Regions from separate parts of the Mus musculus genome. Here all the other regions are linked to region 3. The links are chromatin contacts, called in public Hi-C and promoter capture Hi-C maps. All regions are on one chromosome and are shown on one strand. The core of a region is the stretch at or near the end of the contact, and the rest is flanking DNA. Distances in the headings are between cores, read along the strand shown. Region 1 holds the start of Irx5 (Iroquois homeobox 5). Region 2 holds the start of Setd6 (SET domain containing 6). Region 3 holds the start of Bbs2 (Bardet-Biedl syndrome 2 (human)). Region 4 holds the start of Csnk2a2 (casein kinase 2, alpha prime polypeptide). Region 5 holds the start of Cnot1 (CCR4-NOT transcription complex, subunit 1). Region 6 holds the start of Gins3 (GINS complex subunit 3 (Psf3 homolog)). Region 7 holds the start of Got2 (glutamatic-oxaloacetic transaminase 2, mitochondrial).

The links. Promoter capture Hi-C pulls out the DNA fragments that hold promoters and counts their contacts. Hi-C and Micro-C count contacts between places; a contact is called where the count stands out from the background.
Region 1: a promoter capture Hi-C map of pre-B cells shows a contact between it and region 3, with 2.5 times the contacts expected there. The contact joins the promoter of Irx5 here to the promoter of Bbs2 in region 3. A contact is called at or near these places in 1 of 39 promoter capture datasets (pre-B cells) and 1 of 115 datasets of contacts at active chromatin or transcription factors (pancreatic cancer cells).
Region 2: a promoter capture Hi-C map of pre-B cells shows a contact between it and region 3, with 4 times the contacts expected there. The contact joins the promoter of Setd6 here to the promoter of Bbs2 in region 3. A contact is called at or near these places in 1 of 39 promoter capture datasets (pre-B cells) and 1 of 9 other capture datasets (liver).
Region 4: a contact with region 3 is called in a promoter capture Hi-C map of pre-B cells, with 5 times the contacts expected there. The contact joins the promoter of Csnk2a2 here to the promoter of Bbs2 in region 3. A contact is called at or near these places in 2 of 39 promoter capture datasets (neutrophils and pre-B cells), 2 of 484 Hi-C or Micro-C datasets (CD4 T cells and CD8 T cells) and 2 of 9 other capture datasets (adipose tissue and liver).
Region 5: a contact with region 3 is called in a promoter capture Hi-C map of pre-B cells, with 5 times the contacts expected there. The contact joins the promoter of Cnot1 here to the promoter of Bbs2 in region 3. A contact is called at or near these places in 7 of 39 promoter capture datasets (hematopoietic stem and progenitor cells, hippocampal neurons, liver and 3 more), 2 of 484 Hi-C or Micro-C datasets (CD4 T cells and CD8 T cells) and 2 of 9 other capture datasets (adipose tissue and liver).
Region 6: a promoter capture Hi-C map of pre-B cells shows a contact between it and region 3, with 4 times the contacts expected there. The contact joins the promoter of Gins3 here to the promoter of Bbs2 in region 3. A contact is called at or near these places in 3 of 39 promoter capture datasets (the C10 cell line, liver and pre-B cells), 1 of 484 Hi-C or Micro-C datasets (CD4 T cells) and 1 of 9 other capture datasets (liver).
Region 7: a Hi-C map of CD8 T cells shows a contact between it and region 3, with 5 times the contacts expected there. The contact joins the promoter of Got2 here to the promoter of Bbs2 in region 3. A contact is called at or near these places in 1 of 39 promoter capture datasets (pre-B cells) and 1 of 484 Hi-C or Micro-C datasets (CD8 T cells).

What each region holds. Positions count from the first base shown.
Region 1 is chr8:92,356,404-92,359,103 of GRCm38.p6, forward strand. Irx5 (Iroquois homeobox 5) reads left to right here and starts at 1,393. Exons shown (of 3, transcript NM_018826.2): 1 at 1,393-2,026. The coding sequence starts at 1,781.
Region 2 is chr8:95,714,600-95,717,299 of GRCm38.p6, forward strand. Setd6 (SET domain containing 6) reads left to right here and starts at 1,314. Exons shown (of 7, transcript NM_001035123.4): 1 at 1,314-1,671; 2 at 1,754-1,895; 3 at 2,008-2,202; 4 at 2,322-2,442. The coding sequence starts at 1,338. Ndrg4 (N-myc downstream regulated gene 4) reads left to right here. Exons shown (of 17, transcript NM_001372423.1): 17 at 1-357.
Region 3 is chr8:94,097,163-94,099,862 of GRCm38.p6, forward strand. It overlaps Bbs2 (Bardet-Biedl syndrome 2 (human)), which reads right to left and starts at 1,347. Exons shown (of 17, transcript NM_026116.3): 1 at 1,074-1,347. The coding sequence starts at 1,190. It overlaps Gm39226 (a long non-coding RNA gene), which reads left to right and starts at 2,380. Exons shown (of 2, transcript XR_879106.1): 1 at 2,380-2,700.
Region 4 is chr8:95,487,484-95,490,183 of GRCm38.p6, forward strand. Csnk2a2 (casein kinase 2, alpha prime polypeptide) reads right to left here and starts at 1,337. Exons shown (of 12, transcript NM_009974.3): 1 at 861-1,337; 2 at 82-193. The coding sequence starts at 964.
Region 5 is chr8:95,806,115-95,808,814 of GRCm38.p6, forward strand. Cnot1 (CCR4-NOT transcription complex, subunit 1) reads right to left here and starts at 1,331. Exons shown (of 49, transcript NM_001372353.1): 1 at 1,219-1,331. It overlaps 4930513N10Rik (RIKEN cDNA 4930513N10 gene), which reads left to right and starts at 716. Exons shown (of 4, transcript NR_015574.3): 1 at 716-2,700.
Region 6 is chr8:95,632,215-95,634,914 of GRCm38.p6, forward strand. Gins3 (GINS complex subunit 3 (Psf3 homolog)) reads left to right here and starts at 1,345. Exons shown (of 3, transcript NM_030198.3): 1 at 1,345-1,569. The coding sequence starts at 1,384.
Region 7 is chr8:95,887,112-95,889,811 of GRCm38.p6, forward strand. Got2 (glutamatic-oxaloacetic transaminase 2, mitochondrial) reads right to left here and starts at 1,290. Exons shown (of 10, transcript NM_010325.3): 1 at 1,106-1,290. The coding sequence starts at 1,194.

The DNA of each region.
Region 1 (2,700 bases), core at 143-2,642, 1.7 Mb before region 3:
GGGGTTAGTGTTTGCCACGGCCCCAACCGAGCAAACTGCTTGCTGGCTAGTGAGAATCATTACAGGAAACTTTGTGTATTGTTACGCTCCAGCCTGCGCGTGGCTGGGTTGTGAAAGGCCACAAAATGCTTGATGTGTGGTGTGTGCACTCTGCCGCCGGCGGTCCTGGTTTACCAGCGCCCCTGTCTGTCCCAAAGCTTCAGTGCGTTTGTAATTTGCGGCGGCGGGAGGTGGAGACCAGGGACTAGGGTCTGTTTTGCCTTCTCACTGTGTGGCCGTGGGGGGTTTGGGGAGGGGGTGTTCCGAGAACTCTGCCTGGGACTCTGTGGTGTGTGTTTGCCGGGCCAGCGCCTCGCTGAACAAACAGCGGTTGGGTTGGACACTGTTCACTGCCCAGTGTTTGCAGTGGAACTGGGGCGGGGGCGAGCGAGGGTGGAAGGCGACTTAGTGGAACAAAAGGGGCGAGACCCCACACCCTCCGGCTCCACAGACCTGACGGGGCAAGCTGCTCGTGGCTAGACATGAGAAGCAGGCATCGCTACTTGGGATGGCAAGGGGCCGGGGGCGTCTGGGGGACCGACTCGGGTAGAACAGCTTCTCCGTCGGGCACTTCTTGCCCACTGCCTTCCTCGTTCCAGAGAAAAGTCACACCCCCAGCCAGAGACCCCAGAGTCTCCTCTCTAGCCTCTTCTCGTCGTCTGCCAGGGATGGGTGGAAGGAAGGGCTAGCGGGGCCCCTTCTACTTAGGCCTGGCTCTTGCCCACCTGCTGCAGTTGCTGGCGCAGAAAGGCGGTCATCTCGGCCTCGCTGTGCCCTGAGCGCCGGCATCCATCGACTCTCCCTGGGATCTGAATTCCAGGTCTCCAGCTCAACCTAGAGACCTCCGGCAGGAGGGAGAAGCCACTGTGGAGCGTGGAGGGAGAAAAACCACCTCCCAGCCCAGCTCTCGGGAGAACAAGACGTCCGCCAACTTCGCTATTCGCACTGGCGAGGAGGGCGCAGAGCGTTCTCCCGAGCGCAGCCCGCTGCATCTTTCCCTTTGTGTTCCCGAACGGCCCGAGCCAAGACTAAGGCCAGTTGTACGTCGAGATTGCCGCTCCGCCCAGAGTTAGCAAAAGGAGAGCAAAGTTGGAAGCGATCGGCGCGCTTGGGATGTGATTGTCATCCTGGGGCCGGCGCTCGAGAGTCTGAGAAAGAGAGAAGGAGAGGAAGAGTCGGGAGGGAGGAGGGGGAGGCCGGGCAGAGGAGGAGAGGGGGGTGGCGGAGGAGAGGCGGGCGCTAGGGAGGGGCGAGGGGAGCGCCAGTGAGCGGGAGAGGAGCCGGGGAGGAACAGGGAGAGGGCGAGACGCGCCTGGCGGCCGGGTTGGCTGCCGCCGGCCAGAGGCTCCTGCCAGTCCCCCCACCGACTACACCCCGGGAAGGAGGAGCTTCGCGCGCACACAAGGCGTCAGAATCCTCAATTTCCAACTTAGCATCTTGGCAGGACCTTTGCAAAGCCAAAAGCAGAGCCCCCCGGTGCAAAGAGCGAGGGAGGGGGGTGGGGGGAGAGAAAGCCTAGCCCGGGCAAGCGGGGCGCGCAGAGGAGCGGGCGCGGCGGTCGCAGCCAGAGGCGCGCGGGAAGCCAACCAGGAGGCGCCGCGGGCCGGAGCCCGGGAGCCGGGGCTCGAAGAGCTGCGGCCCGGGGCAGCCAGAAGCCAGGTGCCCTCTCGCTCGCCCTCGCAGGGCGCCGCCCGGCTCGTTGGCCGCCGCGGCGCGGCGCGCCCCATGCCCGTGTGTGGCCATGTCCTACCCGCAGGGCTACTTGTACCAGCCGTCCGCCTCGCTGGCGCTCTACTCGTGCCCCGCATACAGCACCAGCGTCATTTCGGGGCCCCGCACGGATGAGCTCGGCCGCTCTTCTTCGGGCTCCGCGTTCTCGCCCTACGCTGGCTCCACTGCCTTCACGGCTCCCTCGCCCGGCTACAACTCGCACCTCCAGTACGGCGCCGACCCCGCGGCTGCGGCCGCCGCTGCCTTCTCTTACGTGGTGAGTGTGAGCTGGGTCCGAGGCGGGCGGGCGGGCGGGCGAGCGAGCGGGCAGCCGGGGCCAGGCCTGCAGAGCCCGGTTGCGGTGGACACGGGCCTAGGCGCCACCTCACCCGCCAAGCTTCGCGGCCCTTGCAAACTTGAGCAATTGTCTAATTCAGCTTCACTCGAGCCGCGGGCTCCGGAGTGGCTCTGGCGAAAGCCGCGTCTTGCTGGGATCGCCGAGCTGAAGGGAAGGCTTTGGGGCGCGGGGAGGGGGGGGGATTGATTGGTCTTTACTATAAAGAACGGCATTTGGCTCAAAGCTCTGGGACAACCCGCAAATTTCTTCTTCTTCTTCCTCCTCTTTCTTTTGGTTTTGCCATGTTGGAAAAAGTAGTTCAAAAGAAGCCGACCGGAATTCCAAACAGTAGTAGTGTGCTAAATCTATGTAAATGTGTTTGGCCTCGCCTTTAATTAATCCCCAAAATGTTGCAAATCCGTAATCCTATCTTCGCAATCCGATTTGGAAGTATTAAATTTCTGAAACGGCCAGCGAGATGCGGTGTATCCGGGTTTTTACGGCGGGGTGTGATTTCTGGAAAAGCGCAACGGCTTCGGTTAGGGATAGCATTTTTAGACCGTCGGTGTGCAAGCTAAGGCTCAGCTTGTCTATCGCATTTCTTTGAAGATTAA
Region 2 (2,700 bases), core at 64-2,563, 1.6 Mb after region 3:
CTGTTTAGAGGTGGTAGAACTAATCCCTTACTGTAGATAGCACTCCAAGTATTGGACATCTTTTTGCTGTGTTCTTAAGATATCTATAAATACCTATACATTATATATATATATATATGTATGTATATCAGGTCCTCCTTCCTGTATGTGGTTTCCCATTGGTAGTTGTCTTCTCTTTGGTCAAGATGAACTTTTAATGGAGTTCATTATTTTCCTCTCTGTACAAAGTTAAGAGCCTAATTTTGTGTATTCTGTTTGGTGGCTGATAAAGAGACTTTGAGATTACAAAATGCAAAACAAAAATCCTTGATATAGAAAGTTAACTGTGCAGAAAAACTAATAAAGAAATTAAGTCTACGTGTGTCGTGTTTCCTATCACAGGGAAGGCTCAACTGTTTAGGCTGCCTGGCTGCCCCAGGGCGCTGATAGTTGGAGGATAGTGCCTGTTAGACACATTTGGTTGGGGGAGGGTTGAGCAATCTTTCTGTAGCCCAGGCTGGTCTTGAATACTCAGCAATCCTACTTCAGCGTCATGGGTGTTAGAATTATGTAGGCCACCCTGCTTAATTTTTTTTTTCCTCTTAGGGTGATAAGAGATTGAACCAGGGTGTTTATACATGATGGTCAAGGTTCTACCAAGCGGCTATATACTCTGACTGAGATATAATTTTACCAGTCCTGATACTAACTCTATTTCACAGCTGAGCAGAAAGTTTAGCCAGCAAGAAAGACCGCTTCAAAGCAAGGGCACAACACTATTTGCTTGGTTTTAGTTGTTTTGGGACATGGTGTCACTCTGTTGTCTGGCTTGCCAGAAACTCCCAGTAAACCACAAACCCCCCTCAACCTTCCAGGTACTGAAACTAAACTACTGAATTCTCCATGTTACCGTTTGTGCTATCATTCATTCACCTTATATTACTTCCAGCGTCTCTCTCTGTCTCTCTCTGTCTTCTCTCTCTGTCTCTCTCTTCTCTCTCTTTTCTCTTCTCTCTCCTCTCTGTCTCTGTCTCTCGTCTGTCTGTCTGTCTCGTGCGTATGTGTGTGTGTAATGTGGAAACCCTTAAGGCCACTTCAAACCCAGGTGTAAACGGACTAATCAATCAGTCAGTGAAATGATGGTTAATCACTAACCATCAGTCGGTCACTACGGCATACTAGCCCAGCCTCCACAGAGGAAGAAACTGTTTTGTCCCTGCACGCCGCTCTCCGGGACACGGCCAGAACTAGGGTGGAGGCCGGTGCGCACGCGCACGCGCGATTCCTAAACCGGAGCGGTTTAGTAGAAACGCCCAGCTCCGCCCCGGAAGCGCAGTGAGGACCCGGCTGCTCGCAGCATGGCGGCCCCCGCCAAGCGCGCGCGGGTAAGTGGCGGGTCGCCCCTCGTCGCGCCCTGTCCCTCCCCGAGAGCTGCCCGCGCGCCCCTGCCGCTCCCTGCGGGGTCCAGCGGCGGCGAGCCCGAGGGCGACGCGGTGGCCGGCTTCCTGCGCTGGTGCAGGCGAGTGGGGCTGGAGCTGAGTCCTAAGGTGACGGTGAGCCGGCAGGGCACGGTGGCCGGCTATGGCATGGTGGCGCGGGAGAGCGTGCGGGCCGGGGAGCTCCTTTTCGCAGTGCCGCGGTCCGCGCTTCTGTCCCCCCACACCTGTTCCATCAGCGGCCTGCTGGAGCGAGGTGGGTAAGGAAGGGGCAGGGGGACCAGCTCGGAGGCTGGCAAGGGAGTGGCGCTTGGACGTTCACCTGGTGTCTTCCCTAGAGCGAGGCGCGCTGCAGAGCCTGTCTGGGTGGGTGCCGCTGCTGCTGGCGCTGCTCCACGAGCTCCAGGCCCCAGCATCACCCTGGAGCCCTTACTTCGCGCTCTGGCCAGAGCTGGGGCGTTTGGAGCATCCCATGTTTTGGTGAGAGCCGAGGGAAGGGCCGGGAAGAACCTGTTGCAGTTTCTTTGCTCTGGGACTGGGCACCTGCTGCATGAGAAGGCTGCGAAGGGCTCCGGGTGGGCTGTCCTTGCAGGCCGGAGGAAGAGCGGTTGCGACTCCTAAAGGGTACAGGTGTCCCCGAAGCCGTGGAGAAGGATTTGGTGAACATCCGTAGCGAATACTATTCCATCGTCCTGCCCTTCATGGAGGCTCACTCGGATCTCTTCAGCCCCTCTGTTCGCTCCCTGGAACTCTATCAGCAGCTCGTGGCCCTCGTGATGGCTTATAGGTCAGTGATTAAAGCCTAGAGGAGCAGACCCTCATCTTTGAGAGGGAAGGTGGGAAAGAACAGTGAACTCCAGGTCCCTCACCCGAGACTGGGCCTTAGCTGAGTTCTCTCTGCGGCAGCTTTCAAGAACCGCTGGAGGAAGATGATGATGAAAAGGAGCCCAACTCACCCTTGATGGTGCCTGCTGCAGACATACTAAACCACATAGCCAATCATAATGCCAATCTAGAGTACTCGGCAGTGAGTGGACCCCTATCCCTGGTCAGGTGGTGTGCATTACAAATCAAATCACTGGGCTCCAGTTTCCTACTAATCGTGAAAATGCGGTGAGACTAGCTACTCTCCGGTGTACTTTTGATATCAACTGAGATGGTGTGGACACACCCTAAGTCCACCAGAATAGCTGCCTGCTCTGCCAAGTCACCTCAGGCCCTGTGGAGAGCATTAACAGCAGTTCAGTGCTATTAGGAGGTGGGATGTTTATGGGCCAGAGGCATA
Region 3 (2,700 bases), core at 97-2,596:
GGGTATGTGTGTGTGTCCAGGCTCTATAGCACATGTGAAGGTCAGATGACAACAACTTACAAGAGTCAGATCTCTCTCCATGTTGTGTGTCCCTAGGACAGAACTCAGGTCATCAAACTTAGCAGTGCATGCCTTTATCCAAGTGACAATTGGACAAAGAACTCCCTTCTTCTAAAATTTTAATTTTGAGACAGGGTCTTCCTATGTTGCCCAGGCTAGCTTTGAACTTATGATCCCAATCTCTTGAACAGATAAAATAACAAATGTGTAGCACTACCTCAGGACTGGTAGCGCCTCTTAACTAGTAGCATCACATACCAAGACGAATGTTCAGCATTTTACTTCACCATACCAGTTTATGAAATCATAACCCATTTAAACGAATCCTTATGTTCCTGCTACGGAACCCTAGAAGTAGCATATAAGGTAACATACAACACACATGGCAGTGTCTTGAAAACTCCTTACACAAATGCAATTGTGTACCTGGCATACCTGCTGAGTCTAACAACAAGAATTCAATCTCACTTTCACAATTTCTTTTGTTTGCAAACTGGGTCTAAATCTGAATTTTTTTTTTATCTGTGACCCTGACACCCCTTTCTCAGTATGTGGCTCATAATAACCATTTAATGAACACTTAGGTTATGGGGATAAGATCTGAATGTACGTGATCAAGGACCAAAACTACAATCTGAATTTAACATTGGGTTGTTGTCCCCACCCCACCCGCTTCCTCCACTGTAAAGAGGCAAATATGGAAGAGAATCCTGGAGGCAAGCAGAGGCCCTGGGCATGAATCTGGAGTCAGCAATCGCTGCTACTCCTGGACAAGCGCTCCTTTTTCTTGAGACTTCTTTTCCCTAGGTTCCTGATCTGTCCTCAATACTGTTCAACACTGAGAACCTGGTGATAAAAAACGTCACTGCTACAAAGCTGTTCTTTGAAATCCCACTTTGATGGGACTGGAGCCAAGGACAGCGGCGACCGGTTGCCAGGCAATGCGGGCAGGGGGCGGGGCAGCGTGAGGGGCGGGATCTGGAGGAGGCAGGAGTCCGGGTGGGAGCGGTTACCTTGCCCGCTTGGGTGGCGGCAGCCAAGCACGGGTGAGTCCCGTCGTAGCGCCCTATGGCCACCATGCGGGGGCTGATTTTGTGGCGCAGTTTCAGAGTGAACACAGGCAGCAGCATGATGGCGCCAGCTAGGGGCGGAAGACAGATGCCCGACGCAGGCGCAAGGCAAGCAGCTTGGCCGGCCGGTTGCCTAGCAGCGGATGAGGAGTAGGAGGTAAATACACGCAGGACTGCGGAACGCCACAGGCCCGGCGCCGGAAGCGCAGACTAGAGCGCGATCGGTGTCGCCAACTCTCTCTACGCCTGCGCGGACCCTCCCAGCGGCAGAGCTACGCAAGTCCCAACTAGCTCCTGCGACTGCGCAGTGGCGTCGTGCCTGGTTGGCCTGCGTTCTTTGTCTGTCCTCGGACTGCGGCTGTAAATTAGTGTTAGATGAAGCCTTACCTTGGCGTCTGGGATGGCGGTGTCTAAGCCAGTACCTCCCCAGGATTCTCTGTAGCGTGTCAGCCAAGCTGCACCCCGTACACGCCACACACTATGTCACCCTTTCATTCGTTCAAGAACTAAGGCTTTACGGGGCGGATAGTTAAGTGGGTGAAGACACTTGATACCAACCCTGATGACCCGAGTTGGAAGCAGAAAACCAGCTCCAAGGACATGCACACGCACGATTAAAAAAACAAAACAAAACTAACGTTAAAGTGCTTAGTGTATCCCTTGCTTTAGCTGTTATGCCCAGGCAAACGTCAATAGTAACCCGAAAATAATAATCCCCTCAAGATAAAAGTAAAGAGTATAGTTTATTTAAATAGTTTAGGTGGTAAATATAAAGCAGTAGAGAACGATGCAAAGTTGAGGGACATGGGAAGGGAAAGAGTACTTCTCTCCCAAGTCCAGTTAAGGCGCTCCACCAGCTGAGTCAAGATTTTCAGGACAATTAGCATTTGTACAAAGTTGCTCAGCTAGAGACAACATGCCCTTTATATGAAAAGACTTTCAACTAAGAATGTTGAAAAAGCACTGAATCCTGCTTAAGTACTAAACGGACATGGCCTTTCTCCTTTGCCAGCTGTAAATCTGTAATTTGCTAGGGACCTCACAAGAAACCCTACTTAAATAAATGATGTGACTTAACTCTTTACATCCTTGTGACAAGTCGGTTCATCTTAGCAAATTGCAAACTCTACTCAAAGCACCGGTGAAGTCACCTTATAAACGTATTCATCAAAAAGAAGGGAAAGAAAGAAGAGTAAATGTGCGGGGGGGGGGGGGGGGGGGGGGGGGGGGGGGGGAGTAGAAGAAAGGAACTAGCAGGTGAGAAGGATCAGCCAGCCATAGTATGCATGAAAATGTCATAAAAGACCTGCTACTTTGTAAGCTAATTTTCAAAGTAAAACAAAAGAGAGAAAGAAGATGGGAGTGGGGTGGAATTCCTAACAGCCCATTGAGATATAACTAGAGCTACTAAGCAGTCTATGTAGCTGATAAGATACTAAGTGAGTCGTTCCCTCTTGAAACCCACATCCAAGCTTTTGGCTATGTATTATTCTATCCCTTAGCACCTATCCTCTCTTTTAAACTCCTTCCCAGCCCCTCCCCGTTATGCTTATATTATAGTATAGCATAT
Region 4 (2,700 bases), core at 87-2,586, 1.4 Mb after region 3:
CTGTAGGAGATGCTTATTCTGGGATAGCTGGTTCTTTTGCCCTGTGGGGGGAAAGGTTACATGCCACCGTTGGCCACTCACCTTGAGAATTTTTACAACCACCCTCTCATTGTTGGTGATGTTAATGGCCTCAAATACTTCACTATACTTGCCCCGACCAAGTTTTCGAACCAGTTGGTAATCATCTTGATTACTGTGAAAGGCAAGAGATATACATAAATGCCAGGATTTGGGATTAAGCAAGCCTCTGTCCACCACACATCCATCCGCCATCTCCAACTAATCAAGCATTCGGAAGTATTCCTACCATCACACAGCAACTCATTCTCTTAAATGAGAGCCACACAGAAGCTTGGCTCCCTTCACTCTGCAGAGCTCCTAACCTAACTGACTCTTAACAAGAAGAGGAATGGGCAGCTACAAGGCCTCAGGAGCCATTAAGGGGACTAAGGGAAGCATCCCCCCTGGTGGTACTGGGGTGCCCTGCCCGTGGCTCCACGGCACCTGCCTCCCATTTCACACCTTCCAGGGGGCACTGCCCGCTCTAGACAATCTGCCCCTCTTCAAAATGACCCTCCCACCCAGCCTCATTTCAGAAAGTAAAGAGGTAGAGATTTCAACAGCTCAAGAGGACAGCCATGGACTTCCCAACCCATAGGAAGCCCAAAGTCTGAGGAGGAAGGGCCGCCCCCACCCCCGACCCCACGCTTCTCCCCACCGGCGGCTGAGCCGGGGACCGAGGCAGGGCGGACAGGAGAGGCCGGGGACACGTGCGGCCGGGGCCGGGCCTCCCTGCCAGCCCCGAGGCCGAGCGGCCGGCGGGTGCGGTTCGCGCGTGGGGCGGCCGGCGGCGGCTTTACCCCCAGCTCGGGACGTGGGCTTCGTAGTCCCAGTACTCGCGGCTCCTCAGGCTGTTCACCTCGGCGTAGACCCGGGCCCGACTGCCCGCGGCCGGGCCGGGCATGGCGGGCGGGACCGGGGGGCGCCGCGGGGCGCCGAGGGCGGCGGCGGCGCGGCGCGGGGCGCGGGGCGGCAGGCACGGGAAGCGGCGGGCCGCGGGCTGCCCAAGCAAGAGGAGGAGCGCGGCGGCGGCGGCGGGCGTCCGCGCCAGGCCGGGCCCGCGGGGGCGGGCGGACGGACGGACGCTCGGGCCGGGGGGCGCGGAAGGCGCCGGCCGAGCCGGCCCGGGGCCTTCGGCTGCCGGAGGGACGGCGGGGTTCGTGCTCCGCGGAGGCCTCCGCTCGGCTCGCGGCCCCCCAGAGGCGGTGGTGGCGGCAGCGGCAGCCACCGGTCGGGAGAGGGGCAGCGGCAGCGGCGGCGGCGGCGAAGAGGGAGGAGGAGGAGGCGGAGGAAACCCGGAAAAGGGGCCGCACTCGCCAGGAGCGGCCGCCGCCCAGCCCCGGCCCGCCCCGGCCCACAGCGCCCCCTACAGTGCGGGGGGACTATGGCCGGCGCCCGCCCCCTCAGCGAGCTCGCCACCCTCCAAGCAATGTGGCCGGCTGCCTGCCCAACTGCAGGCCACCCCCCAGAAGTCTCTACCTTTGACTGCCGCCGCGCTTAGCATAGTTCCACTGTCCAGTCACCTCGTGTCCACCCACCACGACCTCCCATATTGGCCCTGAGCTGACTTTCTTTGAAACCCAAGAACCCTCCCCTCAAACTGTCCCCCTTCCTCACTCCTCTTCCCACTCTGGACCCCACCCTGCCATCCACAGATCCCTTCCTTCAAGAGGAAAACCAAACTAGTCCTAAAGCTACCCTCGCCTCCCAATTCCCCATCCAGATTCCTCCCTGAGAGCCCACTGAGCCATCCTTTGGGCCACTTGCTTAAACCAGAGCCCACCAGATAGTTTCCCCATAAAGTTAACTGGGTTTTTCCCCCTTTGTATTGAACCTGTAATTTGTGGATCATACTTTGAGAATGTAAATATCCATTTTGTTTGTTTGTTTGTTTGGGAGGAGGGAGAGCTGGGGAGTGAGGACTTCTTGAACAGTCTTCTCTCTCATTGATGTCCTGGGGTCCCCGGCTATCTTGTTTTCCTGTTCATATTCTTTAACAACAAGGATCTCTTCTTCCAGCCCAGGTTGCTCTGACTCTAAACTCCCCCTCTCCCTCCCCCCCACACACTGTTTTCTAGATGAGGCCACGTTTCCTCTTTCTTCACATACCGAACTATCGAGGTTCAAGTCCCGGTTCCATAGTTTGCAAGGAATGCAGATTTGAACCAATGACTCAACGTCTCCGTGCTACAGATTTTGTAGCATCAACCCAGCACCGACTTCACAGAGCTGTACAGAGACTAAGGACTGCTCCATATTAAAACACTACATGTTCCCGCTGTTGTTAAACTCTACACCTTTCCTTCCCTGAGAATAGCGCATGCCCGTCTTTCAGTTTCTTCTTCTCTCTGAGCTTGGCCACGGGGTACCGCTGCCACCCCACAAATGACTGGCTTTCTTTTTCAAATCTCACCTTAGAGGCCACTTTCTCTGAAGTTGATACTTCTCTCAGCGACTCCTCCATGCCCTTCGTAAAACTACAGCTTGGCATGAGTCCTCTCCTGGTTTGCCATCTGTCCCCTCCCTGTGAAAACAATGTGAAGGCATGACTAGGGCTGGGTGATCACCACCAGGTCACTCAGTGTCTGCCGGGCAGGAGGCCTTCAGTCAACACAGTGCTCTTGGCCCACGGTTACCATG
Region 5 (2,700 bases), core at 81-2,580, 1.7 Mb after region 3:
GAAAACTCAAGTACTGTTACTCGGTTTTGAATAGAGAGGAAAAAGAAGTATATAGGCCCCAAAGAAACTCGACATCTGGGGCTAGAGCTCACTGATACAAGGCCTGCCTGGATTAAATGTCCACGGAAGGTGGGACTGTAATATTTGTCGAGGTGACTTCTGGGGAACGTTTACCTCTCATGAAGCTTAATTTTCCATACAACACTTTGAAAAGCACTTCTTTTCAAAACCTACAAAGCACTCCTCCTGCAAGTAATGTCTGTGAGCACAGGTGGGTGAGCTCCCTCCCGGACCTGGTGGCATGGCCAAATGTGTTTGCTTATTAGCCTTAGGCTTAACCTAAGATCTCTCCAAGATCTGCACCAAATCAAGACCCACAAGCATTCTGCTCACTGGTGGGCATCTGCCGGTAGTTGCCGGTTGGAGGGTTGGGGGCGTTGGGACAGGCAGAACCAACACTACCAACCGCACAGGGACCTAGGTGACTTAAGTTGGGGGGCTATCGACTTGTTAGAAAGTGCGAGCGCCGGGGCGCGCGAGTGGAACAAAAAACCTGTAGCGAGAAGGGTAACACGGAAGTGCTCACTCCCGCCCGCCCGCCCCTCCCACCGCCAAGCAGCCAAAAGCGAGGGGCTTGACAACGTGCTGGGGGGCGCAGGAGGGGAGGGAGTCCCCGGAAAGCGCTACGAATCGGCAGCAACTCCAAACCCGCCCCCTGGCCCGCCCGCCCAGCGAGGAACCTAGGTAGGCCGCGGGCGCCCGCGCCCATAGCCCCCCATCCGGGAGCCCGGGAGGAAAGGGACAGTTGAGGAGCTCGTGCGCTCCGAGGAGGCTGCAGCCCTGCGCGCGCGGCGAGCCGAGGCCCTGGGATCCGAACTGCCACCTCCGCCGCCGCCATCCTCGAAGCCTCCAGGCAAGGCCTCCAGGCCGAGCCGCTCCGGAGCTGCTCACCCGCGCCCGGGCGCTCCGAATCCAGGAACGTGAGCCCCCGGTCTCCCTTCTCCAAGAGAGCAAAGCCGCCGCGAGCGGGCCGAGTCCGTCCCCTCCCGCCTTGGCTCCACGTCTCCGGCTCGCCTGCCCGAGTCCCGACGCCCCGGGAAAAGGCTTCCAGGGTCCCCAGTCCACCCCACCCCCGGTACCGCTCCCACCCGGACCCGCGTCCCGAGCTTGACACTCCCAGCCTCCGCCACCTCCAACCGCAGCCCCAGCCCGCCTCACCTCAGTCGGCTCCCGCAGCGCTGGACACAGGAAACTCCTGGGTCCTCGACTCCGGCTCTCCTCGACCCCCCTCTTCGGTTAACTCCGCTTGTTTTCTCGACAAAATGGCGCCCGAGGTCGCGCGCTCACGTCGCGGCCTTTCCCCTCCCAGTTCCCATTTCACCATTCGCTGCCCGCTTTGGCGGAGGGATGGCCCTAGCGCCCAGCCAATGGCCGCGCGCTGACCGCAACGGCGGTCCAATCGCCGATGGGTACCCGCGGATTTAAACCAATCACACACTAATCACTCGCAGAAGTCGAGGAAGAAACCAGGCTCCTGCTAGCAACCACCAATCCAGACTCCTAGTTTGCGGGGCTCAGGCCAATTGCCGCTCATCAGCCCTGGGACTGGGTCCGAGTCTGGGCGCCTGCGCACCCGGGTGTAAGCCAATGGTTAGACGTTGGGAACTTCGATTTGGGACTCGAAGACATAAGCCTTCGAGGTGTTCGACCTATGGGGACTGGCTGGTCATTGCCTCCGGGAAACAAAAAAATACGGAAGGGAGCTCGTTAATGCATTGCCACCCTGCGCACAAACTACTCTAACTTAGAGACAGGGTGATGCTCGTCTACTTTCCTTCGTCTTTCGAAATGTCACGGTCCGAGAGGCTGTGCGGGTTCCCAGCGGAAGCATTGTCCACCCCTCGGATCTCTTTAGCAAGGAGCACCAGTCATCAGAAGGCGTCAGACGCGGGGCAAAGTTGAGGTCCTTTGCATCCTGGGTTATGTAGTCGCACGCCCCGCCTATTCCTGTCGCAAAAGTAACGTGGTCTCTTCCATCACTGTCTGCGCCCTAGAGCAGCAATGCATGCTGGAGAATGTAGTCTCCCAGATGCCCACCTAATCCTGGCTCTTTTAAAGTTTGTTTTCCATTTGTCTTTTGAAGCAGGGACGCTTTGCAGAGATATAGAAACAGAAGTTCTCCTCCTGCTCTTGGCTATTCTCAAGGATGCCAATGCCTTTTGCTTCTTGGATAAAAGGCTACGTTATCCACTGTGTCCTCCTATCTTTTAGACTTTTTGTTTGAGTTTTGAAACAAGGTCTCTTTCAGTTAACCCAACTGTAGTCCAGGCTGGCCTGAAACATACTAAGAAGCATAAATTGACCTTGAGCTCCTTGCAATCTTCCAAAATACTGAGATGATAATAGACGTAACCTCTCATACCAGTACTATTTGAACTTTAAAGAGATGTGTTAAAGACTTTTATTACTTATTTTACGTGTACAGGCGTTTGCTTGCATGTAAATCTATGCACCATGCATGTACAATGTCCTCAGAGGTCAGAAGAGGATGCCCGTCCCTCTGGAAGTGAACGGTTGTGAGCCACTGGGTGGGTCCTCTGGAAAAGCAGCCAGCTCTTGTAATCTCTGTGCCATCTTTCCAACCCCTAGATGAAAAAAAAAAAGTGTCTGAGTGCTTGCCTATATATATGTTCACCTAGA
Region 6 (2,700 bases), core at 95-2,594, 1.5 Mb after region 3:
TAGCTCACACCCTGGGTCTGCTTCTGACCCGCTCTTGTCAACAAGCACATTAGTCATAATTGTTTTAGAGATAAGGCCTTGCCCTATAACCTGGTCTTGTTTCGACCCTGAGATCCTGTTGCCTTGGCTTCCCCAGTCCAGGGATTCTAGGCATGTGCCAGCATGCTTGACATTATTGCAACTTTTTAAAGTAGCTGTCTGGAATAAAATGTCTTAAACTGACTAGAGCAATGGTTGTTAAAAGAAGAGGAATAAAAAGTAAAGAAAGTGGTGTAAATACTTCAAGCATTCATGTGATACAAGTGTTTTTGGCAAGAAAAAGCAAGTGACTATTGCTTAGCATATGTAAAGTTCTAGTCCATATTTAGAAGGCTATTGCTTAAATGTAGTGAATTATGTAAATACATTAACAAATTATTTCATTCAAAACTAAAAAGGAATACAAAAGATGAAAGGCATGCTCGCCCCCTTTCCTGTGTTGCTCACAAACCACTACCTCAGGAATGCCCTCCTACAGTAGGTAAATTCGGTAGCAAATCTCGCAACAATCTGCCTCAACCTGTATTCATGTATGTACCGCCAAATCTAGGACCAAGCAACCAAGCAACCGTGGTCTTTCCTTTGTTCTCAGGTACTCTACCTGTGATCGCATTTGATATAGGAGCTCCCGCTTGCAGAGTGGCTGTGAAAAGACTAGGAAACTGGTCTAGTTTCCTCTTTCAGGAACCCAAACTGATCACCACACGAGGACTTTGCCAGTTGACAGTAGAGCAAGGCCCTGAACTTCAGATCTTCCAGCCATATATAAATCTACCACTCCATCTAGACTCCCACCCCACCTGAACCTACACCCGGCCAAAATACTACAAATAATTTGTAACTTAGCACACAGTTAAACATTTGGACTAGTGCTTGCGTTTTAGTTTCTTCTGTTGTTTTCAAAGACAATAATTAACCTACCAGTGAAAATGCAATAAAAGCGGGATTAATGAGGGCTGGAATACATAGTGTAAAATGATATTACTTGAATCCCCAAAGATGTTTTTAAATTCTATGTGTGTATTTAAAGGCTGCATGAACACAGTTCCGTTAGTACAGACACATGCTGTCCCTTCAATGATGTTCAAGCTTCATATACCTTCCCCAGCCTAGTCTACAAGCTGCAGGAGGACTTCCGGCCGACTCATCCAGGGCTTCCGCATTGGGCGGGGACACTGGACCCAATCTGTGACCTTATTGATTGCTTTTGCCTGAGCGGCCGCAGGCTCGCCGAAATCGACTGCTCGGGTCTGGCGAGTGCGGCGCGGGAAAGCGAGTTTGAAGCCGGCCCTAGTTCGCTGAGGTGGCGCGCCCTCCTCATCCCTGACTGTGCTGCGAGCTGCCATGTCCGAGGCGTATTTCCCAGTGGAGTCGGGCGCTCTGGGGCCGGAGGAGAACTTCCTGTCTTTGGACGACATCCTGATGTCGCAGGAGAAGCTGCCGGTGCGGGTCGAGACGCCCATGCCGCGCCTGGGAGCCTTCTTCCTGGAGCGGGGCGCGGGCTCCGAGCCGGACCATCCGCTCCCTCAGGTGAGGCGAGCCCGGCCGGGGCAGAGGTTTCCAAGATCTGGAGGCGGTGGGAGTCCTCGGGGGTCCCGGGAAGCTGCACAGCACTCGGAGGACTCTCCCGCCACCGATCTTAGTCTTCAAACTTTCCAAAGTCATTGGCTTTGGCTCCAGCCCATCATCTCAGGGTCTCTTGGTTCTATTCATGGTTTCCATAAAACTTATTTGAAGTTTCGAAGTCTGGGAACTGCAGATTGTCATGCGCACTCGGCACAATTATGACAGTGTCTGCAGCCTGTTTCCGAGGACCGACTGTCCATCAGGGGATGGGAGTCTGTGATGGGGGGATAAATTGTCATCTTCTCGCTTAGGCAATTCTACAAAGAGTGAGTACCTCAGCCAGGGTTCCACAGTAAGTCCGTGCTGGCTTAACCAAGGCAGTCCTCGGTAAAAGGTTGCTCATAACAATTTTCAGTGTCGCACTGAAAAATGGCAACTGCAGCTTCCCGTATTAAGCCTTTTGCCCTCCCATAAACCTAACAAAAGCTGGGTTAACAAAGCCAGGGTCCTCCAGTAAATGGTGAACTGGGATTCGAACCTTGGACTCTATGGCTTCAAGTACGAGTTTGTCCCAAGAGCGTAACTTGCAATGGTTACTTTCATTTCCCGTTAGGTCCTTTAAGTTTTGTTTGGAAGGGTATCAATTTTGTCTCTGTCTATTTCTAGGTACTTTTTCTCAAAGTAAAACACCACATTTTTACTTTTTCAACAACAGAAAGGCTCATTTTTGCTCCCTGGGCTGCTTCTCAACCTCACAGTCCTTTGTAAGTCGACTCTTCAGAGTCGACCGCCATGTTTTTGAAGAATATTCCAGGACTGGGGGTGAATCCTGGAGCGTTTCACATGCCAGGCAAGCATGCTACCACAGAGTTCTACCCCAAATGTCAACTTATTGGCTCCCCATTGTCATAGAGAAAGATTTAGGAGTCTTTTGTTTTTGTTTTTTTAATGTTTTTGAGACAGAGTTTCTCTGTGTAGCCTTGGCTGACATAAACTGGCTCTGTATACCAAGCTGGCCTCAGACTCAGCAATCCTTTTGCCTCTGCCTCCCTGATGCTGGGATTAAAGGTGTGTGTCACCACTGTATGGCTAGGA
Region 7 (2,700 bases), core at 40-2,539, 1.8 Mb after region 3:
TTGAAGATGCTTGAACACATTCAAAGGGAAGAAGGCAAGCATAAAAAGTTACGTAGGCTTCGCTCCCAGTTAGTATGTGCCCCGGGGAGGTGTCTGCCGTACTCCAGGAGACTGTCTCAAATCTGCTCTTCTGAGGCCCAAGGAAGAATCAGGAGTTACTAGTTCCCGTTTAGGCCTGGCACTTTCAGTACACCTTAGTTTAAGATGACTCATTTGTCTTTTTTTAAAAAAGGAAGTCAGTCCTCTTGTCTTGCTCACAGCTGCATCACCAGCAACTGGTCCAGTGCCTGGCTCGGAGAAACTGGGTTACGAAATATTTTAAGGAGCAAAGAGCCGACTGAAATGCAGGGAAAGATTGATGGCTTCCAGTCAACAGAATCTCCCAAGGGTTTAAAACAAAGAAAGTACATTACACTTCAACCCTTTTCCATCCAAAGGCCAGGCTGGTCTGTCAGGGGATAGGGGATCATCAGGCACTACTGTGGTGACACTGAAGGATGCACTACGCCAAGGTCATGGATGCACACCGGATCTGGACGCCCCCAGAACCTCCTTGCATGTGGTCACATTTCCCCCCGTCACGCACGCTGCTTCTACACAGCACTGGCAGATTTAACCCTCTGGACCCCGACAGCTGGACCTGTTGTCCCGCAGGGCAGCTGGTCAAGGACATGCGCGCCCCCCTGCACCACAGCCAATCAGCGACAGGCAGCTCCGGCACCATAGCCAATCGGCTAGAGGATGGCCCAGCGCCACCGCCCACGTGCTCACCCCTTGCCCCGCACCCCACTGTGCTGAGTCCACATCTGGGACCCCCCATCACCCGCTAGAATGGGATTCTGGGTGCAGTCGAGAACCACAATTCCCACCTCGGGGGCTACGCTGGCCCTCTGTCCGGAGATACAGGGGAGGGATGAGGGGTCCTGGGGTCACCCCGGGGCGCAGACACTGGACTCTAAGACTCGGGACAGTCAACCCTTGGGGACACACGAGGTGCGCACGTGTGTCCGATCGCGGGGTGGGGTGCAGGTTTCACAGGGTCCACAGTTCGGCTGGGCAGGGGCAGGCCCGCGGTGCCGCTGCATCTCTGTATCCCTCGGCTCACCTGGCTCTGGCAGAGGCTGCAGCAGCTAGGCCTGGGTGAAAGGCAGCAGCCATCCCGGAGAGGATGCGGCTGGAGTGCAGGAGGGCCATGGTGGGCGGTAAGACGGCAGTGGATGGTGGTAGAGCCGAGATCTGGGGAAGCGTCCGCTGGAACCGAGGCGCGGGCTCCTAAAAGGTGAGGACAGTGACTTCCCTGGGCGTGGCTAGAGCGGCCCTGCGCCTGGAGCGAATCATGTCGCAGCGGCCCCTTGCGGTCGGGGGTAGAACGACGACGCCTCCACGGAGGTCATGGAAACTCGCAAGGGCACTGCTAATCGCTGCCTATAAATCCTGTGAAGCTTGTATGTGAGGATGCGCAGTCCACAGTGCTCAGCGCTCTGCTTCCAGTTAATCATCCGCTACGCTAGAGGCAGCTGCCTAGCGTGCCAGTTTGAAAGAAGGAAAAAAATGTAAACTGACCCGAGGAAGTATTTTTTTTTTTTCCTAATGCTCCAGTGTGGTTTTCCTTTCAACCCACTAGTTTCCCCAAGTGCAAGTCTCTCAAGGTTCAGAATGCTTTCATGTCCCTGTTAGAGGACAACAGGCATATTTTGTGGGGCAGTTGTGAGTATTAACTTGTGAGATTAGCAGATTATGCCCTAAAAAAAAAAAAAAAAAAAAAAAAAAAAAAAAAAAAAAAGCCTGATTAGTCAATACAAAATTACCCAGGACCAACGACAAACTTTTGCACATCAAGTCTTCATAATTATGTTTGGAAGAAATGAATAAGCTTTTAAAGGCTGGGAGAATGAATTTGAGACAAGTCCACAAGTTGACCGAATTCACTCTGAACATGGGCCATTATTTCCCAGGGATGCCTTGCAGAAATCTGTATAGATTGCCAGTCTAATTTCTCCGGCCACTTCAGTTGTCTGTGTGATTGTTATCAAATCTGGGGGCCACAGCATGTGCTGCAAACCAGGCCCAGGTCACTGGTCCTCAAACAAAGTAAAATAGTGAAAAGCAGAAAAAGATTTACTTGCTGGGTGGTGGTGGTGCATGCCTTTAATCCCAGCACTTGGGAGGCAGAGGTAGGTGGATTTCAGAGTTCGAGGCCAGCCTGGTCTACACAGAGAAACCCTGTCTCGAAATTTTTTTTTTTTTTTTTTACTCAATGTGGCCACACTAGGAAGTTGGACAGAAAGATCCAGTTTTCCTTCGGGGTTCAAATGAGAGATTCCAACGTAAACAGATTCCCAGTCAGCTTGTGTTCCTGCCTGCCATTAACCCATCCTATAAGGTGATGGATCTGATAAGTTGCTAGAACTGTATAGACTCTCTGGGAGAAAGGTTGCCTCTCTGGCTGGGGCCTTTTCTTATTTCAGTATGAGATTCCTAGAGATATTGCCATTTCTTTGGGTTCCATTGTTTCAGTAGTCAAATTGATAGACACAGTGCCTCTTTAGGATATCTTCATTTCTTCCAGGGCTGTTGCATGAAGTCCAGATCCCTACATGGAATCACATTCTGGTCTACCCTAACTTACTGTCTTCTGGCACATGTGTCTCCCTGACCTTGGGCTAGATTAAAAAAAAATAGATATTTATTTAATGTTGT